2 separate regions of the Sus scrofa genome follow, and region 2 is linked to region 1. The links are chromatin contacts, called in public HiChIP or PLAC-seq maps. All regions are on one chromosome and are shown on one strand. Each heading gives the region's core, a stretch centred on a gene start, on an enhancer-like site or on the middle of the called end of the contact. The rest is flanking DNA. Distances are from core to core; before and after follow the strand shown. Region 1 holds the start of LOC110257905 (thymosin beta-4-like). Region 2 holds the start of LOC110255257 (oral-facial-digital syndrome 1 protein-like).

Region 1 (6,225 bases), core at 1,903-4,402:
AATGGAATATTACTCAGCCACAAAAAGGACCAAGTAATGTCATGGATGGAACTAGAGATTATTATACATCTAGTAAGATATATACTTACATCATAAGTGAAGTAAGTCAGAAAGAGAAAAACAAACACTGTATATCACTTATATGTGTAATCTGAAATACAGCACAGATGATCCTATCTAAAAAACAGAAACATATCACAAACATGGAGATCAGACTTGTGTTTTCCATGGCTCTGGGGGTAGAGGAGGGGACAGACAGGGAGTTTGACATTGATAGATGCAAAGTATTACATTTAGAACAGATAAGTAATGAGGTCCTAATGCACAGAACAGGAAACTGTGTACAGTCTCTTAGGTTAGAGCATGATAGAAGATATAGGGCTGGGTCACTTTTGTACAGCAGAATTTGAAGGAACATTTTAAATCAACTTCACTTTAATACAAACTTTTAAAAAAGAAAAGGAAAGTGCTTACTATCATGTGGTCTCCAATCATTTTGGCATCCCAACAACTCTGCATGATAAATTCCCATTTAATAGGTGAGAAAATTTCAGCACAGAAAAATTAATTAACATGCCAGTGTTATACATTTCTTAGGAATATTTCTTGAGTTTCATTTGCTTCCACTCTCTCTAGATTCCCAACAAGTTGGCAATTCAAGCCCACATGGTAGACTCTTTTCCTTTTACAAAGTTTCCTTCCTCTTTTTCCCTCCTCTCTATCCATATCTAAACATATCTGAAGGCTGCTTGTTACCAAGCTAGAAAACTTCTCTCCATCTTTACAAATTTCCACTCCTTTATCTCCTTTGGCTACACTGCTTTGCAAGGCATAATCCTTTCTAAGAAAAAGAGCTTGGTTAAAAATGGAGGTAAGGGGGAGTGGTTGCTTACTACCGGATACCCCAACCCATAGTTCTATGAGATTTAACCAGAAATGCTTTAACCAGAAATGCTGTACTGTCACTGACTGGCAGTACACTTTGGGAGGAAATACATGTGTTAATAGGATGCTCTATGCTTTGGACAAGCAGGCCCCTTAGATACTTAAGATGCAAATCTAAGGAAGTATTTCACTGATTCCAGATTATTGCATCCTGGCTAAAATCACTGCCTCAGGATGTTTAATCTTTGTGTCTAGCAGTAATCTTTAAGCAAGATGTATGCTTGACCTACCCATATTCCTAATCAAAAATCCCATATAAACTGGCTTCTCCCTACTTCTTTGGAACAGCTTCCCCTGAACTACTAAGCAACTATCTCCCAAGGTTATAGTCCTTGGAAAGTCCCTGCAAAAAACAAACTCAGAATCCAGGCTGTGTGTTTTTTCTTTAAATTGACAGGCAGAAGTAGGAATGAGCTGGTAGTGGTATTTACTGTAAACAGGAGATATTGGGGAGAAAATATGTGATTTTTCTTTGTCTTTTTTTAGTTGGCACCTGATATATAAGGTTTCCAGGCTACGTGGTCCAATCTGAGCCGTAGCCACTGGACTACCAAACCACATCTGTGAAGACCTACATCACAGCACAACACCTCATCCTTAACCCACTGAGCAAGTTCAGGGATGGAAATAGCAGCCTCATGATTACTAGTGAGATTTGTTTCCACTGAGCCACCATTGGAACTCTGGAAAGAAGTTTTTGACAACAGCTGGTTGAAAGAAGAATAGAGAACCTATAGAAATGCAGCTGTACTCCTATAGAAATGTACAATGCAGTTGTCAGCTGAAACCCAGCAAAAATCCACCCTGCACCATATTTTGTTTTCTCTCATGGCGGTAAACTAAATTGGATTAGGAGGATGATGGGATAGGATCAGAGAGGTGACATCTCTTTCTTACGACAGCATAAAAAGTCCAATGTCCCCATCTGTGAAATGGGCAACCAGCGGAAGTCCCTACACATCTCCCTTCCTCCTCCCCACAAAGAAGGAAGTACAGTGTACTGAAGGTGGAAGTTGAAAGATTTTAAGCTTCCGTATAATAGACTAATGCCGAGTGAAACAAAAGCTTCTGCAGTAAACATGAATTGCAAGTGGTTTCTTGGAAACATTTTCTGAGGACACAGGGAGGGAGAAGTATTGTGCATGCCGCATTTCCTCAAAACCTTAACTACCTGGCTCTTCATTTCCCTGACCCTGTGAAGCCGCCACCACCCACTCATCCTCCCCGTAGCATCTGTAACTAATTTAAGCCGTAAAGGAGGGTCCCCAGTATACACTGAGTCACGGGCCATATTAAAATCTGCTTCCTTGTTTCCAGATGTGACTCAGAAACACACTTCAAAATGGAATCGTTCTAAAAAGACTCCCTTCAAAATACGGAGTCTTAAATCATGTTTCTTAAAATGCTAAATTTCATCTTTAGATTTTAGAGACGATGGGACTGCATTCTTTGACCTTCCACCCCCGCCCTCCTTGGCAATGTTTTTAATTTAGGAAAATAAGGACCAGGAAAAGTAAAAGAACTTCCTACTTATCAGACAGCAAGTCAACAGCAGAACTTGAACTTATTTTTTTTAGGGGAAGCAACGGCTCTTTAAACTCCAAAGAAATTAAATTCCATCAGATATTCCAGTTATTTGACTAGAGTCTAAAAAATTACAGTGATGAAAAAAGGAATGAATGTATCACTGGGAAAATTTTTCTCCTCCCATTTGAGAGTGCTTTGCCTCCCATCCAAGTCTAGGTGAACACAAGCCAGGAGAAAAAGAGGGCCCAGGTGGGGTATAAGGCCTGAAAGTTGTCACAGGAATCTCACCCTTGCACTGGGCAAGGCTCTGGGAGGGACATCTGACCCCTCCCTGGGGATGTCTGAATCAGACAAAAACAGCTCGGCAGTAAAGGAATGCCTGCCCCCAGGTACCACCCAGGCCCTTAGTTACCAAGTTTCTATCTCCAAGAGTGGGTTTCCTCTGCTGCCGGGAAAACCCATTATGCTAGAACAGACATACTGCATTATGAAGTGTCACAGAATGGGCTAAACGCGTTTTGTTTCCCAGCTTCACTGTCTTTCGGTGCATGGATGTCCGCGAGGAGGGCCCCCGGGGGAGGCCCCCCGCCCCCGCACGCAAGAGCGTCGTCGTCCCCCCTCCTCCCCAACACACACCCACCCACACCCACCCACGCATCCAGGTTGGCCACGGAAGCCTTTCCGGAGACGTGTTGTGAAGGGTTAAGCGGGCCGGCGGATGACATCACCTCATTTACATAGGAGCTCGCATATAGCTACGCCCTCTGCATCCCGCCCAGCACTCAGCAGCGGCCACTGCGTAGACTGGTTTCTACCTCCTCGCGCTTCTCTCGGGTGAGCTCTGGGGTCTCTGCTTCCCGCCCTCCATTCCCTTTCGCTGCCCGCGCGGGCTCTCCCAGCCAGCATCCCTAAAGCCGAGTCGTACTTCCGGGAAAGGCTGCCTGGGGGAGTTTGGGGATGCCAAACCTTTCCAGATGCTGGGTCGGGAACTCGGTGATATATAGATATAGATATAAAAAAACAAAAACAAACAAACAAACAAAAAAACTGGCCTTTTGCTGTGCAGTTGCAAAGGGAACAATTTTTCCTTTTTCCACCGCCGCCCTCTCCAAAGGTATTCTGCTTTGCCACTTAGGCGGTGATTAATAAGAACAGGGAGATCTTTTGTTCCAACTCACACCCACCCAAACCCGGGATTTCACAGTCCCATTTTCCTTCTAGCCTCGCAGGCTGCATTTGTTCGGCTCTAAGGAAGCTGGGCTATACTGTGAAATGTTTAAAAGGTCTTTCTTGCAAGGGAATGCGTGCAGAGCAGCCTTATTACTCCAAAAGGCAGATCGGGGTTGATCTAGAGGGTGCGGGGCAGCTTTGTGCGTGGCTGGCTGCACTGTTGTGAAGGGAGGAAGTAGGCAGGGCGGTGGTCATTTGCGCCCAGCTGCCGCCTTTGTGAAGAGAGGGAAGAAAGCAGGGCGGCCCGCATTTTGGAGGGAGAGGCTGCGAATAGAAAATGGAAACGCTTTGTGCAACCTGGCCTCATTTTAAGAAATTTTCTTCCCGTTGAAGAAGAACCGGCTTCACTATCTCTAATGTTGAAATGTGTGATTGGCTAACAACGTTCGTTAATTTCAATGTTCGGAGATATTGGGCCTCCTTACGTGAACGGTCTTCCCAGTTTGGTCCCCAGCCTTTTGAAATATTGCAAGGGAGTGGGAGTGGTTTGTTTGTTTTCTTTTCTTTTTTCGCTGTAGAAAGAGGAAGGTCTTTTTTAGCGCCAGTGAAAACGGAAATAGGCAAAGGGGGTTTCAGCAGGAAAGGCAAGAGCGGAAGCGCATTTCTAGGTTAGTAGAGAAGAGGGTGGGTGGTTTGCCTTCAACGTCCCTCCTGGCTTTGTACCTTTGCAGCTTCCTTTGCAATCATGTCTGACAAACCCGATATGGCTGAGATTGAGAAATTTGATAAGTCGAAATTGAAGAAGACAGAAACGCAAGAGAAAAATCCACTGCCTTCAAAAGAAAGTTAGTCCCACCCCACCGGACTTCCTTAAAAAAAAATCTGGGCGGGGTGGATAGGAGGACTTGGGAGGGGCTAGGAGAATTATTGTGGGAGGGGGAGGAGACCACAATTTTTTGTTCTGTGTGACTTGGAAAGGTTAATTTAAAATTATTTGCAGCCAACAAACGGCTTTAATAATTTCACGGTGGAATGTTTTATAATATACCGTATTAATATGCAAATACTTTGATTCTTTTGTGTTAAAATATTCTATTACATATAAGTAATGTATGATGCCTAATGATACTTAGAAAATTTTTATAAGGAAAGAAGTTTTAAAACGAAAGTACGAGACTCCTATCCTAGGCTATACTGAATTCGCCTTGTCAGCCTCCTCCATCTTTTTTTTCTTTTTGTCTTTTTCTTTCCGGTCACAGCGATTGAACAGGAGAAGCGAGCAGGCGAGTCGTAATGAGGCTGTCACCGCCAGTATACTCTGTACATTCCGCAAGCACTGCCTTCTTGTTTTACTTTTAGCTGTTTACCTTTTTAAGATGCAAAAAGATTGGATCAAGTTTAAATGATTGTGCTACCCCTTTTCTCATCAAAAAAAGGAGAACTACTGACACGAAGGCCGCGCCTGCCTCTTCCATCTACTTGTCTGGGTGCCAGGGAAGGAAAAGAACTTGCATGTTGGTGAAGGAGGAAACTGGGTGGGAAGAGAGTGAAATCTAGAGAAAGCAAACTGATCCGTGATGTCCTGAGGGCTGTAAAATGCAGTTTATTCAGAGTGCCATTTTCTTTTAGTTAAAATGATTTTTAAAGTATGGAATGCACAATTTTTTAATATGCAAATAAAAAATTTTAAAACTTAGCTTGTGTGACTGATGTCTGGAAGAGAATGATGTTCCTAGATGAAAGCTGTATGAAAAGGTCTTGCTTCTTGGTCTCACTGGGGAGAAATAAATGATTAAAACTGTAACAGAGACTAAAAAGGAATTTGATATTTATGACATTGTCTAATGGCTGACTTTTAATTAGAATTCAACATTTAGAATTTATTTATTTATTTATTTTGTCTTTGTAGGCCCACACCCTGGGCATATGGAGTTTCCCATGCTAGGGGTCCAAAGGAAGCTGTTGCCTCCCACCCAAGCCACAGCCACAGGAACTCAGGATCTGAGGAACGTCTATGATCTACACCACAATTCATGGTAATGCAGGAACTTTAACTCACTGATGGTGGCCAGGAATCAAAGCCATGTCCTCAGGGATGCTAGTCTGGTTTGTTAACCACTGAGCCACGATGGGAACTCTTAGAATTTTTAAAAATGAAAAATACATGTACCTTTAATAAATATGATTTTAGTATAACTCATCTTAATTTGTATAATTAAGAATATTTGGATTTTAAAGTAACTGTGGTACCACGTTTGCACTAAATTTATTTCAATATAAATTAGTTGGCTCACTTCAGGTTCTTATTAAATATAATACTTCTCATAATTTGAAGTGTTTTTAGTGAGGAGAGAAAGTAAAAACTTTGTGTTTAAATCATTTTACTATGCAATTTTTTTTCTTTTTAATTTGGTCTTTTTAGAGCCACATCTGAAGTAAGTTCCCAGGCTGTGAGTCAAATCAGAGCTTCAGCTGCCAGACTATGCCACCGCCACCACAATGCCAGATCTTATCCTGTGCTCAATATTCTAGGAATAACCAAGAGAAAAATCTCAGAATCTAAAGTTTAGGTATGTGGTCAAC
Region 2 (6,385 bases), core at 492-2,991, 220 kb after region 1:
TCCCCTCTAAGACAATTTATGGACTCCAGTTCCAAAACCACCTATTTTTATAGCAAACCTCTTTATATCCCCTACAGACTAGAAAACTGTCCTGTGCTCCCAACAGTACTTGCTTCAGTCATTCCATAACCCTGGGGCTGCAAGAGTAACCTAGTGTGGGGGCAGGACATGTCTCTTGCAATAAGCAGGATGGACAGTATTGACAGTTCCTTAATAGGACATTTTTTATTAAAATTAGAAGCACTTCCTCTAACTCCAAGTAAGATAATGGTTGCTTTTAGATATTTAATCTAATTCTATTTAATATGGGGACCAAAGTTGGGGTTAACAGGGTATCGAGGCACAGATGTGTTTTTATTTAAAAGTATCTGCAACATGAACACTTTCGAACATATTTCATTATTTCACTATTCTGCTCAAAAGCCTTAATGCTCTTCATCTACAGGATCAAGTACTAATATCCAAAACCTGGTCCTATGTTGCTCTGCACGGCTTTGCTCATCTCACTTCTCTACATCGGCTAGAGTGGACTGGGCTACTTATTTTTTCTCCCCAGCTGTGACTGTGTCCACTGTAGTTAAGTCTCCTTACCTGGCATACTCTCCTCGATTCCATGTGTAAACTTTACGCATCTTTTTAAGTCCAATCAAATTCCTCCTCAAATTATTTTCCAACATGAGCGCACACACTCTCTACCTCCTATTGAAGTTGTCACTCTTGATTTTTCTTACATTATCTAAGCCTTGAACAGCCAGGGATCAAAATTCACTGTCCTCAGCACTGCTGTTCACAAAGCTAGCACTGGCCCAATTCTGTCTTCAGAGGACATAAATACCTTATACCCACAGCGTGGTGCTCTGGAGATAAGTTTCCTCTGCTCTTGAGAGGGTCCTGATGTTTGTTTAATTCCTTTGATAATTTTCCCCCTTCTTCCCACCACCCAAAATCTACCCAACGAGGCCCTGATGAAGTCGCATTTTCCAGAGATGTGCCAGCTCATGGTTATATCCAGCTTTTTTTCTAAACTTAACCAGTCTACAACGTATCTTAGCCAATTCTCAGGCTTTAATGTTATTATTGCTTCTAGAGAGACTGGTTCCTTTTCTAATTAGATTTAAACATCGTAGGAACACAGTTCACCTATCTTCCTCACCGCACGCTCGGTTTTCCATGGGGGGCGATTATGCCTCCCAGGGAAGACCTGGCAATGTGGGGAGACATTCATGATTGTCACAACGGGGGGGGGGGCGAGTGCTACTGACATGTAATGGATAAAAACCAGGGATGCTGGTCAACATCCTATAGTACACAGGACAGCCTCACAAGAAAGCATTTTCCGGCTCCAAACGCCAGTAGTGCCGCGGTTAACAAAACCGGGGTTACCTGAGTGGCCTAGTGAAAAACAGAACAAGCAAAGCCCCAGAGTCCGCGCCCGTTTGCCTGTTAAAGTGTGCACTGGCCGGGCGGGTTGGGCCCAGGGCAGAAGGGAGAGACTAGGTCAACAGCCGGGTCACGCGGGGCACAGGACGTCCCTAGAATCCCGGAGCCGCCCACTCACTCCGTCCCCTACCTGCGGCGAGACGCCGGCAACGGAAACGCCCAGTCAGTCCCCGCGGCAGAGACCCGCGCCCCGCAGCTGCAGTGGGGACTCCCGAAGCTACCCTCGCGAGATTCCACAGCTGCGCTCCTGCGACTCGTAGGCGGAGCTTCCGGCGGGAGTGCTGCGCAGCCCGGCGCGTGCGCTGTAGCGCTCTAGATAGGGCGGCTGGGCTCAGAGGACTTCGGGGAGGGGTGGGCTCAGCTCTGAGCTCCGCGAACGCCGCCCGGCTTGTTTCCTTGCGCCGCGCCTCCTCTCTTCCGGTCTCCGCCTCCTCTCTGGCCGTGAGAGTTGCGCGTGGGTCACAGCCCCGCCCACCCATCAGAACCGCAGAGAAAGCAAGTGGCCGTTTCTGTCCCGGTTCCTGGTTCGGAGCGCGAAGCAGTGTTTGGCTCTCATGTTTCTCCGGATCCGTTGGGACAGAGGCAGGGCTCCGAGGGCAGGGATTCTGCTGGGCTAGGTCTTGAACTCGTGCCACGGAGGGTTGGGACGGGCTCGGGAGGAAGCCGACACCTGATGGCTCAGGTAGATACACCAGCCGCTTCCTGGAGGCGGGCCAAAGTGAAGGCTTTGTTTCGGTTAAAGCGTCTCTGGGCTTACTTGAGGCCACCGGTCTGTCTTCAGTAATTCAGGTCCCCTCTGCCTGAGAGATAACCCGTAACCATTTTCTCTTACAGTCCACCATGCCCCCCAAATCTGACGTGTTGAGTCAAGATGAACTTCGCAAAAAGCTGTACCAGACATTTAAGGATCATGGTATACTGGACACACTCAAGGTATCACTTTTAGGCATATCTGTTCTATAACCTTTAGAGATGTAACCTGTAACCTGTACACATCCATGTTTTGCGCATTAAAAATAGTATCTACCGAATGTACTGATGAGTTACATTGTTCTGTCCTGTGTAACACTTAGAACATAAACACACTTCAGTAAAGTTAGGTTTGTTTTCAAACTCTGGAGGACAGGTTGCTAATTAATAAGTGGTTTTTTAAAAACTCGTATTTAAATGGAGGGTATTGTCGTCGTATAGAAGTCATTAAGGAACTATTAAGTGTAGAAAGAATTTTCTTTTTTAAAATACATTGAGTATATTGAGTTGCGTTGTGGCTCAGAGGTAAGGAGCCCAACTAGGATCCATGAGGGCAGGGATTCGATCCCTGGCCTTGGCCAGTGGGTTAAGGATCTGGCATTGCTGTGAGCTGTGGAGTAGGCCGCAGAGGTGGCTGGGATCCTGTGTGGCTGTGGCTGTGATACGGACTGGAGGCTCCAGTTCCAATTTGACCCCTAGCCTGGACACTTACATATGCCATGGGTGTGGCCCTAAAAAGACCAGAAAAAACAAACAAAAAACCCACTATATATATCTAAATGTATGTAGGAAGGTAAGTAAAATTGAGCAGCAAATACTTCTTAATACACTTTACATGTGAGTTGACAACAGGGAGTAGGATTATTTCAAATGTGTTTTCATTAACATGTATATTTGAAAAAATATTTTACACTTGAAATGGGAAATTAAGGAAAAGTAAGCTCATTTTTTTTTTCTTTTTCTTCCTCCTTGGTTTTTATAACCTAAAACTGCTTGAAGCTCATCTTACATAAGGAAAGGGATAAAGGAAATAAATCATTTTTAATACAATTACTGTTACTAATTGGCATAGTGGTGTGTGGGGGTGTGTGGGTGTGTACTCTAATATTGTGAGCATTTTCCTGTGTCCTTATAAATTTTTTGAAATCCTTGCTTTCATTGGCACCAGGCTCATCTTTGGATTCATGGGTTGTGTATGTAGCAGAGAGCTATTACTTAACATTCAGGTGATACTCTGTTCTGACGAGGCCTGCTGGTCAACCCAGGTCCTGAAGTCAGCAGTGCTGCAGAAATAAGAAGAAAGAGACACAGAAATAGAGTGGGGATCAGGGGGCTACCACCTTCAAGAGTCAATAGCAACCCTCTGAGCCAACTCAAGGTTTTTATTTACTATTTTCTACTTCCTTGTATGTGTAGGGAACACGTCAGTGTTTTACTTCAAACTTTTTGGAAGCAAGATATGCTAGGACAGTCATTCCTAAGCATATAAAATAATCATAAATGTCTTAGCCCTTCCAGGCCATAATTTGTTGTCTGCGTCAAGCCATCTATGGTCTCTCTCAAAAATCCCCCAAGCAAGGCTCCAGTCCTGAGAATGTTAGAGCTGATGGTTTTCCATCAGCAACATCAGTGCTTCAGCAGTCTTGTTTTCAAGATGCCATTCTTTGATGTTGTTCTTATTCATTTTGCCTCAAGTGTCATGAGAGTCACAAGACTTTGTAAAGTATAGACTGACCTCTATGGCCACTCTATGGTTCCAGTCTTTTCTTTCCATTCTTTGTCAGTTGCATATTTATGCTTCCAACACTGGTCTATACTTTGCTTCAATTGCATCTCTCACATTTTGCTTGGGATAGATTAAGTGGCAATAAAGAATCAAGGAGCATGAGCGTTTTTTAAGGCTCTTGGGGTAGGTGCCTTATTTGCAGAGGTAAAACAGTTGACCCTTGAACCACAAGACTGTTTGAACTGGTCAGGTCCACTTATGTGTGGACTTTTTTCAATAAATACCTACTACAGTTCTACACTATCCATGGATACAGAATTGGGGATAGGGAGGGTGACCCCAACCCCTGGTGGTTCAACAGTCAACAGTAGTTTATAGTCCACCAACTGGTTTTGTAGGGTTTTTTTTTTTGGTCTTTTTAGGGCTGCACCTGTGGCATATGGAGGTTCCCAGGCTAGGGGCCTAATCGGAGCTGTAGCTGCCAGCGTACACCACAACTCATGGCAACGCTGGATCCTCAACCCACTGAGTGAGGCCAGGGATTGAACCTGCAATGTCATGGTTCCTAGTCAGATTCGTTTCCATTGCAGTTTTTGAGTGCTTGTCTCTCACCACTGTAATGATCATAACGTGTTTGAAACAAATCTAAGTTTGCAAAACCCTTTTAATATTTATTCTTTTGATTATTAATGAGGTTAAACATATTTTGTGGCTATTGTATGTTTTCCGTGGATTGGTGGTTCATGTTCCTTGGGTTTTTATTTTTCCGTAGAATGCTAGAGATTTCTGATTACATACAAGTTTATGATAGAAGCATAATCTTTTTCCACTTTCGTGGCAATATTATCTTGGCATTCAATTTTTTATTTTATTTATTTTATTTTTGCATTTTAGGGCCACAGGTGTGGCATATGAAAATTCCCAGGCTAAGGGTCAAATTGGAGCTACAGCTGCCAGTCTACACCACAGCCACAGCAATGCAGGATCTGAGCTGCGTCTTCGACCTATATCACAGCTCTCAGCAACACTGGATCCTTAACCCACTGAGTGAGGCCAGAGATTGAACCTGTGTCCTCATGGATATTAGCTGGCATTTACAACCCTCTGACCCAAAATGAACTCCGGTGTTCGATTTTTTAAAAAAATTTTTTATTGTAGTTGATTTACAATATTATGAAAATTTTTGCTGTGCAGCAAAGTGACCCAGTTATACGTATATACACATTCATTTTCTCATATTATTGTCCATAATGTTCCATACAAGTGATTGGATGTAGTCCCTGTGCTTTACAGCAGGATTTCATTGCTTATCCACTACAGATGCTATAGTTTGCATCTACTAACCGCAAACTCCTGCTCCCTCACCCTGCCCCTTACCACAAGTCTGTTCCATGTCCATAAGTTTGTTTCTTTTTTGTATATAGGTTCATTTGTGTCATATTTTATATTCCACAGATAGGTGATATCATAGGGTATTTGCCTTTTTCTTTCTGGCTTATATCAGATAGTATAAAAATCTCGAATTGTGTCCCTGTTGATGCATATGGCATTATGTTGTTCTTTTTATGGCTGTGTAGTATTCCATTGTGTGTATGTACCACATCTTCTTAGTCCATTCATCTGTTGTTGGACATTTAGGTTGTTTCCATGTCTTGGCTGTTGTGAATAGTGCTGCATTTAGTTTTCTGAGGTACCTCTATACTGTTTTCCATAGTAGTTGTACCAGCTTACATTCCCACCAACAGTGCAGGAGGGTTCCCTTTTCTCCACACCCTCTCCAGCATTTGCTATTTGTTGTCTTGTTAATGATGGCCATTCTGACCAGAGTGAGGTGGCACCTCATTATGGTTTTGATTTGCATTTGTCTAATAATTAGTGATGTTGAGCATTTTTTTATGTGCTTTTTAGCCCTCCATATGTCTTCTTTGGGGACATGTCTATTTAGGTCTTCTGCCCATTTTTCAATTGAGTTTTTTATTGTTGTTGTTGCTGTCATATCTAGTTGCTTCTGTATTTTGAAGACAAAGACCTTGTTGCAACTATTTTCTCCAATTCCACTTGTTGTCTTTTTTTTTTTTTTGATGGTTTCATTTGCTGTGCAGATGCTTGTGAGTTTGATTGTTTTGTTTTGTTTTTATTTCTGTTGCCTTGGGAGACTGACCTAAGAAAACATTAGTGTGGTTGATGTCAGAAAATATTTTGCCTGTGTTCTTTTCTAGGAGTTCTGTGGTGTCATGTCTCATGTTTAAGTCTAAGCCATTTTGGATTTATTTTTTTGCTTGGTGTGAGGGTTTGTTTTAGTTTCATTGATTTACATGCAGCTGTCCAGTTTTCCCAGCACCACTTGCTGAAGAGACTGTCTTTTTCTCATTTTATATTCTTGCCTTCTTTGTTGAAGATTAATTGATCATAGGTGTCTGGGTTTATTTCTGGGTTCTCTATTCTGCTCCGTTGGTCTGTATGTGTGTT

Evidence for each region. HiChIP or PLAC-seq counts read pairs in DNA pulled down with a chosen protein or histone mark.
Region 2: a contact with region 1 is called in an H3K27ac HiChIP or PLAC-seq map of alveolar macrophages. The contact joins the promoter of LOC110255257 here to the promoter of LOC110257905 in region 1. A contact is called at or near these places in 1 of 47 Hi-C or Micro-C datasets (embryonic fibroblasts) and 1 of 2 datasets of contacts at active chromatin or transcription factors (alveolar macrophages).

Annotation. Positions count from the first base shown.
Region 1 is chrY:10,160,395-10,166,619 of Sscrofa11.1, forward strand. LOC110257905 (thymosin beta-4-like) reads left to right here and starts at 3,153. Exons shown (of 3, transcript XM_021080912.1): 1 at 3,153-3,306; 2 at 4,374-4,487; 3 at 4,902-5,338. The coding sequence starts at 4,388. The coding sequence ends at 4,936.
Region 2 is chrY:10,383,845-10,390,229 of Sscrofa11.1, forward strand. LOC110255257 (oral-facial-digital syndrome 1 protein-like) reads left to right here and starts at 1,742. Exons shown (of 23, transcript XM_021080897.1): 1 at 1,742-2,122; 2 at 2,275-2,373. The coding sequence starts at 2,114. LOC110257896 (a long non-coding RNA gene) reads right to left here and starts at 1,723. Exons shown (of 4, transcript XR_002340909.1): 1 at 1,571-1,723.